Linked DNA regions of Mus musculus: regions 1 and 2 are each linked to region 3. A link is a contact called in public HiChIP or PLAC-seq data. All regions are on one chromosome and are shown on one strand. Each heading gives the region's core, a stretch centred on a gene start, on an enhancer-like site or on the middle of the called end of the contact. The rest is flanking DNA. Distances are from core to core; before and after follow the strand shown. Region 1 overlaps Hk1 (hexokinase 1). Region 2 overlaps Hk1 (hexokinase 1). Region 3 overlaps Macroh2a2 (macroH2A.2 histone).

Region 1 (2,886 bases), core at 119-2,618, 550 kb before region 3:
CTGCGAGGTCCTGGCTTCATTTGCTCGCTGGCAGCCATTTTGCCCAGCCAATTCATAGTTAACTACTAGTTTGCAAAGGTGGATGCTGAAGCCACACCATCACTAGAATGGGGGCTCACCCACCCTATGCCATGAGGGGAGCTACATTCCAGGAAGTCAAGTTTCTTTTTTTGAGTTTACACCTATGGGTGTGGCCTACACACTTCCGAGATTTCTTTCCCCCCACTTTGGAGGCCTGGATTTTCAGTCTTGTCTAGCGGATTTTGAGAAGTAGTTCATGTGCCGATCCCAGCAAAGGGCAAGTGCTGGGCTTGCTGTGTGTGCAATCTGGCTGGAGCCGGAATAGTCCTGGCTATACCTGGCCTTGAGAATGTCCACAATGAGTCTTAGGATCGGTTACCACTTGGTGGCGTTGGGATTCACCGTCTGCACACTGGTGTCTCTGTCTCTGATGATGTCTTTGTTCAAGAATTGAACTGGATCCACTCAGGACCTTTTTGTCTGTTCAGGGGTTGGTTCAGCTTTTGAAGCGGTTCTGGCCGACCGAGTGACCCTGGCTGCTGTTTCCTGAGTGTGTTCCGGTGCCTGTGGCTGGGGATGGGAGCCCCTTGTGTTCACTCTCAGTTTTTCTCAGCCCTGGATTGACCCACAAGCAGGCAAAGAATCTGTCCCGTGTCTGAGCTGAGGTCAGCCGGTGACTTTGGCCCGCTGAGTCGGGAGGGAGTTGGGAGTGGCGAGTGAGCTGGGCTTGGGAACTTGGAAGGTGACCCGTGAGCCTGTGTAACCAGGAAGGAGGAGCTGGGAGTGAGAGGAAGAAGTTCTTTCTGAACTGTGTCTCCCACCAGTGCCCTCCTAGTACCCTTAGTACCCCTCCCCCGCTGTGGCCCCTCCCCCGCCTTTCCCACCATCCATTTCCAGGGTTTAGGGTCTCAGAGTGGGACAGTAGTAACCTGGACACTTTTTTCCCCCAGTTAAGCTTCCAGACCAGGCCCACACATTCAGGGAATACCCTGTTCTCTAGTTCCCTCTTGGAGACAGCTCCTCACTCCCCCCCTGCCCCCCCCCCCAGTACCAAAGCTCCTGGGCAGTTGAGCACAGAGGGACCTGTTTACTTCAGCACAGCCGCTTCCCCAGAATGCTTCCACATCTCATTTATCTGGAATCTCTTATTCTTAAAAAGCCCCTGAAACCTGGATTGTTTTGTGTAGCATGCCCGTCGCCCCTCCCCCCCCCCCCCCCGCTTCCTTTCAGTTATTCATAATCGGCCCTGCGGCATTTTTTTCTTCATTAATGTTTCATCAGATAATGGTGTGCCTCACAAGCAGTGGTATCTTAACCGTGATGAGTCACGGAGCTATGCACAGAGCTATGTACCCCGTATCGGGGTACAGTTGGGACACAGTCACAGGGTTTGAGGAATCCGAGGCAGCAGTCTGGGCCTTCAACCTCCTTCCCCCCAACCCCCTTCCTCTGGTGCTGATAGGATCAATACAGATCAGTATTAATAAGAAGAGTGAGGAAAGGAGAAGGTGAATCCATCCATCCATCCATCCATCCATCCATCCATCCATCCATCCATCTATCTATCTATCTATCTATCTATCTATCTATCTATCTGGAACTCACCTTCCTCTGCGCCCCCCCCCCCAAGTGCTGGGATTAAAGGTATGAAGTTTGTTTGTTTGTTTCCCGTATGTATGAATGTTTTGCCTGCATGTAATGTGTGTATGTGCTCCACGTACTTGGGTCCTGTGAAGTCAGAAGAGGGCATCAGATGCCCTGCAACTGGAGTTGTGGAGGGTTACGAATCTTCAGGTGGGTGCTGGAGACAGAACCTGGGTCCTCCACAAGAGCAGCCCCTGCCCTTGACCCCCGAGCCATCTCTCCGCCCCCCTTGGATGTTTTTAATGGAAAGTATTCCCCATGCAGTTTCTCTCCGCTGACTCTCATTCCTGAGGGGTCCCCCTGCCCCATTTAGTGCAAAAGGTATTGTAGGTCTTGGTTAGCCTGGGAGCTATGGGATGCTATACATTCTTGGATGTTTGTTTCCCTGTCATGGGTCACAGCAAGTTCTTTACAAAGGAGAAGCCACAGACAGTTTTCTGAAAACATACGGGCATACCATTATCTTTTTCCATTCGAAGCAGAAAGATTTATTTGAGTATATTCTTCCTTTCCTTTCCTTTCCTTTCCTTTCCTTTCCTTTCCTTTCCTTTCCTTTCCTTTCCTTTCCTTTCCTTTCCTCTCCTCTCCTCTCCTCTCCTCTCCTCTCCTCTCCTCTCCTCTCCTCTCCTCTCCTCTCCTCTCCTCTCCTCTCCTCTTCTTCTTCCTTCCTTCCTTCCTTCCTTCCTTCCTTCCTTCCTTCCTTCCTTCCTTCCTTCCTTCCTTTCTTTCTTTCTTTCTTTCTTTCTTTCTTTCTTTCTTTCTTTCTTTCTTTCTTTCATTTTTCCTTTTCTTTCCTTTTCTTTTCTTTCTTTCTTTCTTTCTTTATTTTTTTTTTTTTTTTTGAGACCTGTAGGCCTAGGAACTCCTATAAATCAGGGCTGGCCTTGAACTCACAGAGATCCACCCACCCTGCCTCGAGTGCTGGGGTTGAAGGTGAGGGCCGCCACATGCTATTTCCCTTCGGTTTGAGATGGGGTCTGCTATAGCACTGGCCACCTTGGAAGCTGCTGTGCACCTGAGGGCGACTTGAAGTTCGGGTGACACCCAGCTTTCATGGCTGCTTCAGGTGGAGTTGAGGATAAGGACTGTCATCGGAGCTGGCTTGCAAGCAGCTCACTCCCAGAGCCAGGCACTCCCAGGAGGCAGCAGTTTCTGTTTGTCGTGTATTCCAGCACAGGCTGGGGCTCGGAGGCACCTGCATCTGTGTTTGCTTTCCATTAT
Region 2 (2,960 bases), core at 357-2,856, 570 kb before region 3:
CATACTTTCTTTTATTTTTATTTATTTATTTATTTATTTATTTATTTATTTATTTAGGTTTTTTGAGACAGGGTTTCTCTGTATAGCCCTGGCTGTCCTGGAACTCACTCTGTAGACCAGGCTAGCCTCGAACTCAAAAATCCACCTGCCTCTGCCTCCGGAGTGCTGGGATTAAAGGCGTGCACCACCACGCCCGGCTGCCTGCATTCATGTATGTGCACTGTGTACGTGCTTGGTGAGCAGGGCCAGAAGAGCGTGTCAGATCCCCTGGTATTGGAGTTACAGATGGTTGTGAGCCACCACGCGCATGCTGGGAACCGAACTTGAGCAGCGAGTGCTCTTAACCATGCATCCGTCTCCTCAGACCTCCCGATTTTTTATTTTATTTTATGGGTATTAATGTTTTTTTCCCATGTATGCGCATGTGCATTAGATTCCCCTTGGAGATGGAGTTAGAGGTGGTTGTGAGGTCCAGCTACAGGTCCCATGTGGGTGCTGGGAACCAAGCCCATGTTTTCTGGAAGAGCAGCAAGCCCTCTTAGTGGCTGAACCATCTCTCCAGCTCCACCATCCAGAACATATTTCTGTGGATGATTTTGCACTTGAACCATACATACCTATAGTCAGCATCTAGTACCATAAAGGCAGGCACACCTCCTGAACTCAGGCAGTACCTGAGCCCTCGATTTGTGTGGGTTTAAATGTTTGTAAGTGGTGTCCTGCTGTGTGTACCCTGCCGAATCCTTTTCTGCAGCTCCACGTTCTGTTTGGGGGGACTTCTTTCATGTTGCTGTGTGGACTTTATTCATTTAAACGGCGCTGTGCTCTGACAGCACATGCTTCTCTCAAGCCAATCCTGCCATTCTTTTGACAGCCGCTTGAGTGTTTCGTTTTCTTCAGATAACAGTGTCAGCAAGAGCTTCTTTTACCTCCTTAAGCTCTGGAGCGGGCTTCTGTAGACATCCGAGGTGCCTGGTCACCTCCACGTTGCCAAGTTGTTATCCCTGATGGTCGTGCTCTATCGCACCCCTATCAGAATGTGGGCATTCGCTGGTCACGCCACCTTTTGGTATAGTCAAACCTTTACGGGTAGGTTAATTTTGTTTTGATGTGACATTTAATTGACTTATTCACTTGTGTTTGCGTACCACGCTGTGTGTGTGTGTGTGTGTGTGAGGTTTCCAGAGTTACTTCTCTTTATCCACCACGAGCGTTTGGGGTTTGAACTCAGGTTGGCAGGTTTGTGTGGCGAGAGCACTTTTAGCTACGGAGCCATCTCGAGGTCCTTAATCCTTTGCGTATCTGTGATGGAGCGCGTCAGGTGGCTTGCTTTCAGTACTGGGGCATCTAGCAGAAATTAGCCTGTTTCCTAATTTACCTTATCAAGTGGCTTTGGCTGGTCCCAGACTCTGTTAAGTGAACTTGACAGCTCCAGGTGTGATTTATGTGTGACTCCCCCCACCTCATCTGCTGAAGCTGAGCCTTTTATATGGGTCTGGGTGGCTGCAGAGCTCCCCCCACCCCCACACCCCTATCCCTGTCCCCTCTATGGATCAGCCCATGACAGAGTCGGCTTATCTGTCTCCTAAACGTGACCAGCCCTCGTCAGACAGAACTCAAGCCAACAGCCTCTCTGGCTATCTTCCGTAAAAGGAGAGGGTGGATGTGCCCCGTTGCTTCAGGGAAAACTGCACAGTGAATCTTGAAGCCCAGCCCTTTGCAAACAGTAACTGAGCATGCCCAGTGCGGGCAGAAAAAAAAATATCAGCGCAGGCTCAGTGCAGTCCATGCTGATTCTTGGCTCAAGGATCTAAAACCTGCAGGAAAACTTCCCCTGAGATGGAAGCAGCGGTGGGGTGGGGTGGGGTGTGGCAGAGTCACACTGTGCCTGCTATATGCTGTCTTTTTTTTTTTTAGTTTTTGACGTGTGTGTGTGCACATCTGCATGCATTCGGGTGGATGTGTGTGTGTGTGTGTGTGTGTGTGTGTGTGTGTGTGTATGCGTGAAGACCAGTAGCTGTGTCATCCGTAGCTGCGCTCTCAGTTTTTGAGACGGGGTCTCCCACTGAACCTGGAGCTGATTGGCTGAACTGGCTGGATCCACCTGTCACTGACCATTTCCTGTGCTACCCCAGTGTTGGAGTTACAGGTGTGCTCTGATGTGGGAGTTGGGGCTCCAACTCAGCCCCCCCCCCCCCCCCCCGTGCTTGTTCACTGTGGGAACCATTTCCCAGCCTTTGTTCTTCTATGTAATTCTAGCTAGCCTGGAACTCCTTGTGTAGCTCAGCCTGGCCTCGAACTCATTATCCTCCTGGCTCAACCTCCCACGTGCTGGGCTTACAGGTTTTGGACCACCTCTGCCTTCTTAGCTTCAGAGAAGGCACCGGGTAGCACTTCCTGGCATTTTGATAACACATTGCCCCTGCCGTGTTTGTCTGTCCTTTTGCCAATTGACGGGCATCTGTGATAGATTTCCTTTTGGCTGTCATCTGAACGCAGCAGTGAACATTCGTGCACACGTTTCCTCGTGGACGTTTGCCTCTGTGTGTCTCTTGTCTGTATGCGTGGGAATGGAGAATTTTTTTTTGTTTGTTTTTTTGGTTTTTCGAGACAGGGTTTCTCTGTATAGCCCTGGCTGTCCTGGAACTCACTTTGTAGACCAGGCTGGCCTCGAACTCAGAAATCCGCCTGCCTCTGCCTCCCGAGTGCTGGGATTAAAGGCGTGCACCACCACGCCCGGCTGAATGGAGAATTTTTTTGTGAGTCCCTGGGAGGACACCTCTGTGTAGAAATGAGGAAACTGAGGACCCCTCCCCCCACACCCCCTCAAGTGGTGAAACCCCTTGTTTGAGGGCTTGCGTGTCACCACAGCGGATCCCCTGACTCAGAGTTACACCCATTGCTCTCCTGTGGCAGTTTAGGGAAAAAGATCCAAAGGAAGAAAGGATGGATGGGAGAGG
Region 3 (3,036 bases), core at 362-2,861:
CTTGTATAGAATTGACTGCAGTCACATTCACCCCAATAGCCTCTCTCACCTTCCCCCATTTCTGCCAACTCCTTCTGATCCCCTGCCAGTGCCCTCCTTCTCACATCTCTGGCGCCACGTGCAGACTTGTTCAGGTAGTGGCAACTACTGTGTGTCCATGATGGCTGTGGTCACCTTTTATGCGCAGGACCAAATTCTGTAGTGTTCTTTCCATCCTCCTACGTGGTGTTCCCTAGGCCCTGCAGCGGGTGCCAGAGGGGCAATAGGGATGTCCTGCTTCAGAATTATGGGAAGGTCCTAGAGAGATGGCTCAGTGGTGAAGAACACTGGCTGCTCCTCCAGAGGACCCAGGATTGTTCAACAGCATCCGTGTGACAGCTCACGGCTGTCTGTAACTGCAGTCACGGGATCCGGCACTCTCGTCTGGTCCCTACCTGCAGCAGGCATGCTTGTGTGTAAGGCTGAACACCCTTACACATAAAATAAATAGCCAAGCAAACAAATCAATAAATTAAGATTCATACACATAAAATAAGAATAAAAAGAAAACAATGGAGAGAGAGAGAGAGAAGGAAGGAAGAAAGGAAAGAAGGAAGGAAGGAAGGAAAGAAGGAAGGAAGGAAGGAAGGAAGGAAGGAAGGAAGGAAGGAAGGAAGGAAGGAAGGAAATGTCTCAGGACTGATTACTCTTAATTCCATAGTTGATGTGTAAAATATCTCAACCCTAACAGACTTTGGGATGCAACAGGAAATTAAACCTACAAGATGGCACAGTGTATAAAGGAAAGTGCTACTAAGCCCGATGACCTGAGTTTAGTTGCACTCTGTGGAGTGCCATTCATGCAAGTTCCCCATCCCCTACACACACACACACACACACACACACACACACACACACATGCATACATACACACGTACATGCATACATACATACACACTCATGAATAGATACACACATGCATACATACACACACATATATGCATATATATATATATACATATATATGTATATATGTATATGTGAGAGAGACATATTGTCTTAGGGCTTCTATTGCTGTGATGAAACATCATGACCAAAAGCAAGTTGGGGAGGAAAGGGTTTATTCATCTTGCACTTCCACATTGTAGTCCATCATTGAAGGAAGCCAGGATTGGCACTCAGGGCAGGATCCTGGAGGCAGGAGCTGATGCAGAGGCCATGGAGAGGCTCCGCCTGTTTTTTAATAGAGCCCAGGACCACCAGCCCAGGGGTGGCCTTACTCATAAGGGATTGGGCCCTCTCCCATCAATCCTGAATTAAGAAAATGCTCTACAGCCTGACCTCACGGAAGTGTTTTCTCAACTGGGGTTCTCAGATGATTCTAGCCCATGACAAGTTGACATAAAACTATCCAGTACATGTACATATACACAGAAACACACATATGTACATATGCACATGCAAAAATAAATAAGAAAATGTCCTGTGCGAGGTTCAGTAACCCTAGCTGTGTATCTCCCAGCAGCTGGGCATCCATTTAGTACTATCTCCCATCATCCTTTGAGCCTTTGGCTTTCTCGTTGTCACGTGGGCTGCGGCTAAGCCGGCCTTGTGGAAATGTGAGCTGCTGCCTCTGTGGGCAGAAGGAATGTCAGTTTATTTTTACTTTCTCCTTTGTATCAACAAGGGAATGCCATCACCCTGGAGCAGAGAGCTTTGACTCATTTCCTAGAAATGCCTCTGGCTTTACTCTGCTCTTGTTTTGTCCTATGTAATTTACTTACTCTGAATTATACCGCTCCATAATTATATATTGTTATACTTTGTTATATATTGTGATCTTTACTATATAAGTTATAAATAGTATATGATATTTTTTTGGTCACAATATTCACTTACCTGACAGCTTGAGACCAACCCAGCCCTTTAACAATTATTTTTAGCCTTAGAAAGACTGTGTCTGAGCAAACCTGACACAGGCTGCCCATGGCTACATAGAAAGATCCTGTTTCAAAATAACAAGAGCAAAAGTGTGTCCAGGATGCCACAGCTGTCTTCACTTAGAAGATGGCTTCATAAGGGACAGTAAGCTAGAGCCTTGTCCCTTGGTGCGTCACACGGAATCCACCTCTCTGTGTGGCTTCAAAAGTATCCCCCAAATCATCCTGGACTCCCCATCCCAAGGAACAAAACTCTGGGTTCTGTTTGCTGTCTAGTTGCTAGGCAACAACATAATTCATCAATACTGCCCTTTGGGGAAGGCTTCTGTTTTAAAGAATGGTATTCTGGGGTTGGAAGTGTAGCCCTGTAGACGGGGTGCTTGCCTAGTGTGCAGGAAGGTCAGTCTGGGTTTGATCCCCAACACCATGTAAACTTGTTATGGTTGTACATGACTTCAATCCCAGTACTCAGGAGATGGAGGCAGGAGAATCACATGTTCAATCAAGGTCATCCTCAACTGCATATTAACTTCCAATACAGTGACAATTTTGGAGTTTTGGGTTCTTTAAAAAAAAACACAGAAATATTTTTAAAATATGTTCTTGTTATAATCCCAGATGTGGGATATGTGGCTACTTTGGACTGACCGCAGCAGCTGACTGTGATTTGTCTTGTGCTCTAGCAGGGGCGTGACTTTGCCAGCTGCAGATAGGTTCTATGAGTGTGTGACATATTAAATTCTGGAACATCTTCAGAGACTATATAAGAGCTAGGGCCCTGAGAAGCAGTGTGGGGAGTGGGGGTCAGGGGGTATTGTTTGGTTGTTGGTTGCTTGCTGTAGGTCACTGTTGATCATGGTTTGTTAAGTGCAGAGAAGAAATTAGGTAGCCTGTCTTTCCCCAAGGAACTTGACACTCAACAGGAAGTAGTCTAACAACAAAAATGTTGCCCCATTTCCCACCCCTAACTTTATGCAGGTATCTCTTTCCCTTTAACCTTTAATCTCTCTTATTTAGTGTTGGGTTGAAAGGGTGATTGAGAAGGGGTGAAGAAGGGTAGAAGAAAAAAACCCACCAAGTAACAAAAGGTGGGTATATTGCAGGCTAGCCTGGGCTA

The links. HiChIP or PLAC-seq counts read pairs in DNA pulled down with a chosen protein or histone mark.
Region 1: a contact with region 3 is called in an HNF4G HiChIP or PLAC-seq map of pancreatic cancer cells. The contact joins two enhancer-like sites. A contact is called at or near these places in 2 of 115 datasets of contacts at active chromatin or transcription factors (large pre-B cells and pancreatic cancer cells).
Region 2: an HNF4G HiChIP or PLAC-seq map of pancreatic cancer cells shows a contact between it and region 3. The contact joins two enhancer-like sites. A contact is called at or near these places in 1 of 39 promoter capture datasets (liver), 1 of 484 Hi-C or Micro-C datasets (cardiomyocytes) and 3 of 115 datasets of contacts at active chromatin or transcription factors (cardiomyocytes, embryonic stem cells and pancreatic cancer cells).

Annotation. Positions count from the first base shown.
Region 1 is chr10:62,311,808-62,314,693 of GRCm38.p6, reverse strand. The region is part of intron 2 of Hk1 (hexokinase 1); the gene reads left to right. Among named protein-coding and RNA genes, the nearest start is that of Hk1os, 27 kb to the left of the region's middle. Within about 2 kb of position 1,368, at least 59 of the 459 cell types and tissues checked have an H3K27ac peak or open chromatin away from gene starts, as enhancers often do. A contact at or near this core is called in pancreatic cancer cells, where this site is marked.
Region 2 is chr10:62,331,402-62,334,361 of GRCm38.p6, reverse strand. The region is part of intron 1 of Hk1 (hexokinase 1); the gene reads left to right. Among named protein-coding and RNA genes, the nearest start is that of Hk1os, 7.4 kb to the left of the region's middle. Within about 2 kb of position 1,606, at least 109 of the 459 cell types and tissues checked have an H3K27ac peak or open chromatin away from gene starts, as enhancers often do. A contact at or near this core is called in pancreatic cancer cells, where this site is marked.
Region 3 is chr10:61,758,641-61,761,676 of GRCm38.p6, reverse strand. All of the region lies in intron 1 of Macroh2a2 (macroH2A.2 histone), which reads left to right. Among named protein-coding and RNA genes, the nearest start is that of Mir5108, 15 kb to the left of the region's middle. Within about 2 kb of position 1,611, at least 105 of the 459 cell types and tissues checked have an H3K27ac peak or open chromatin away from gene starts, as enhancers often do. A contact at or near this core is called in pancreatic cancer cells, where this site is marked.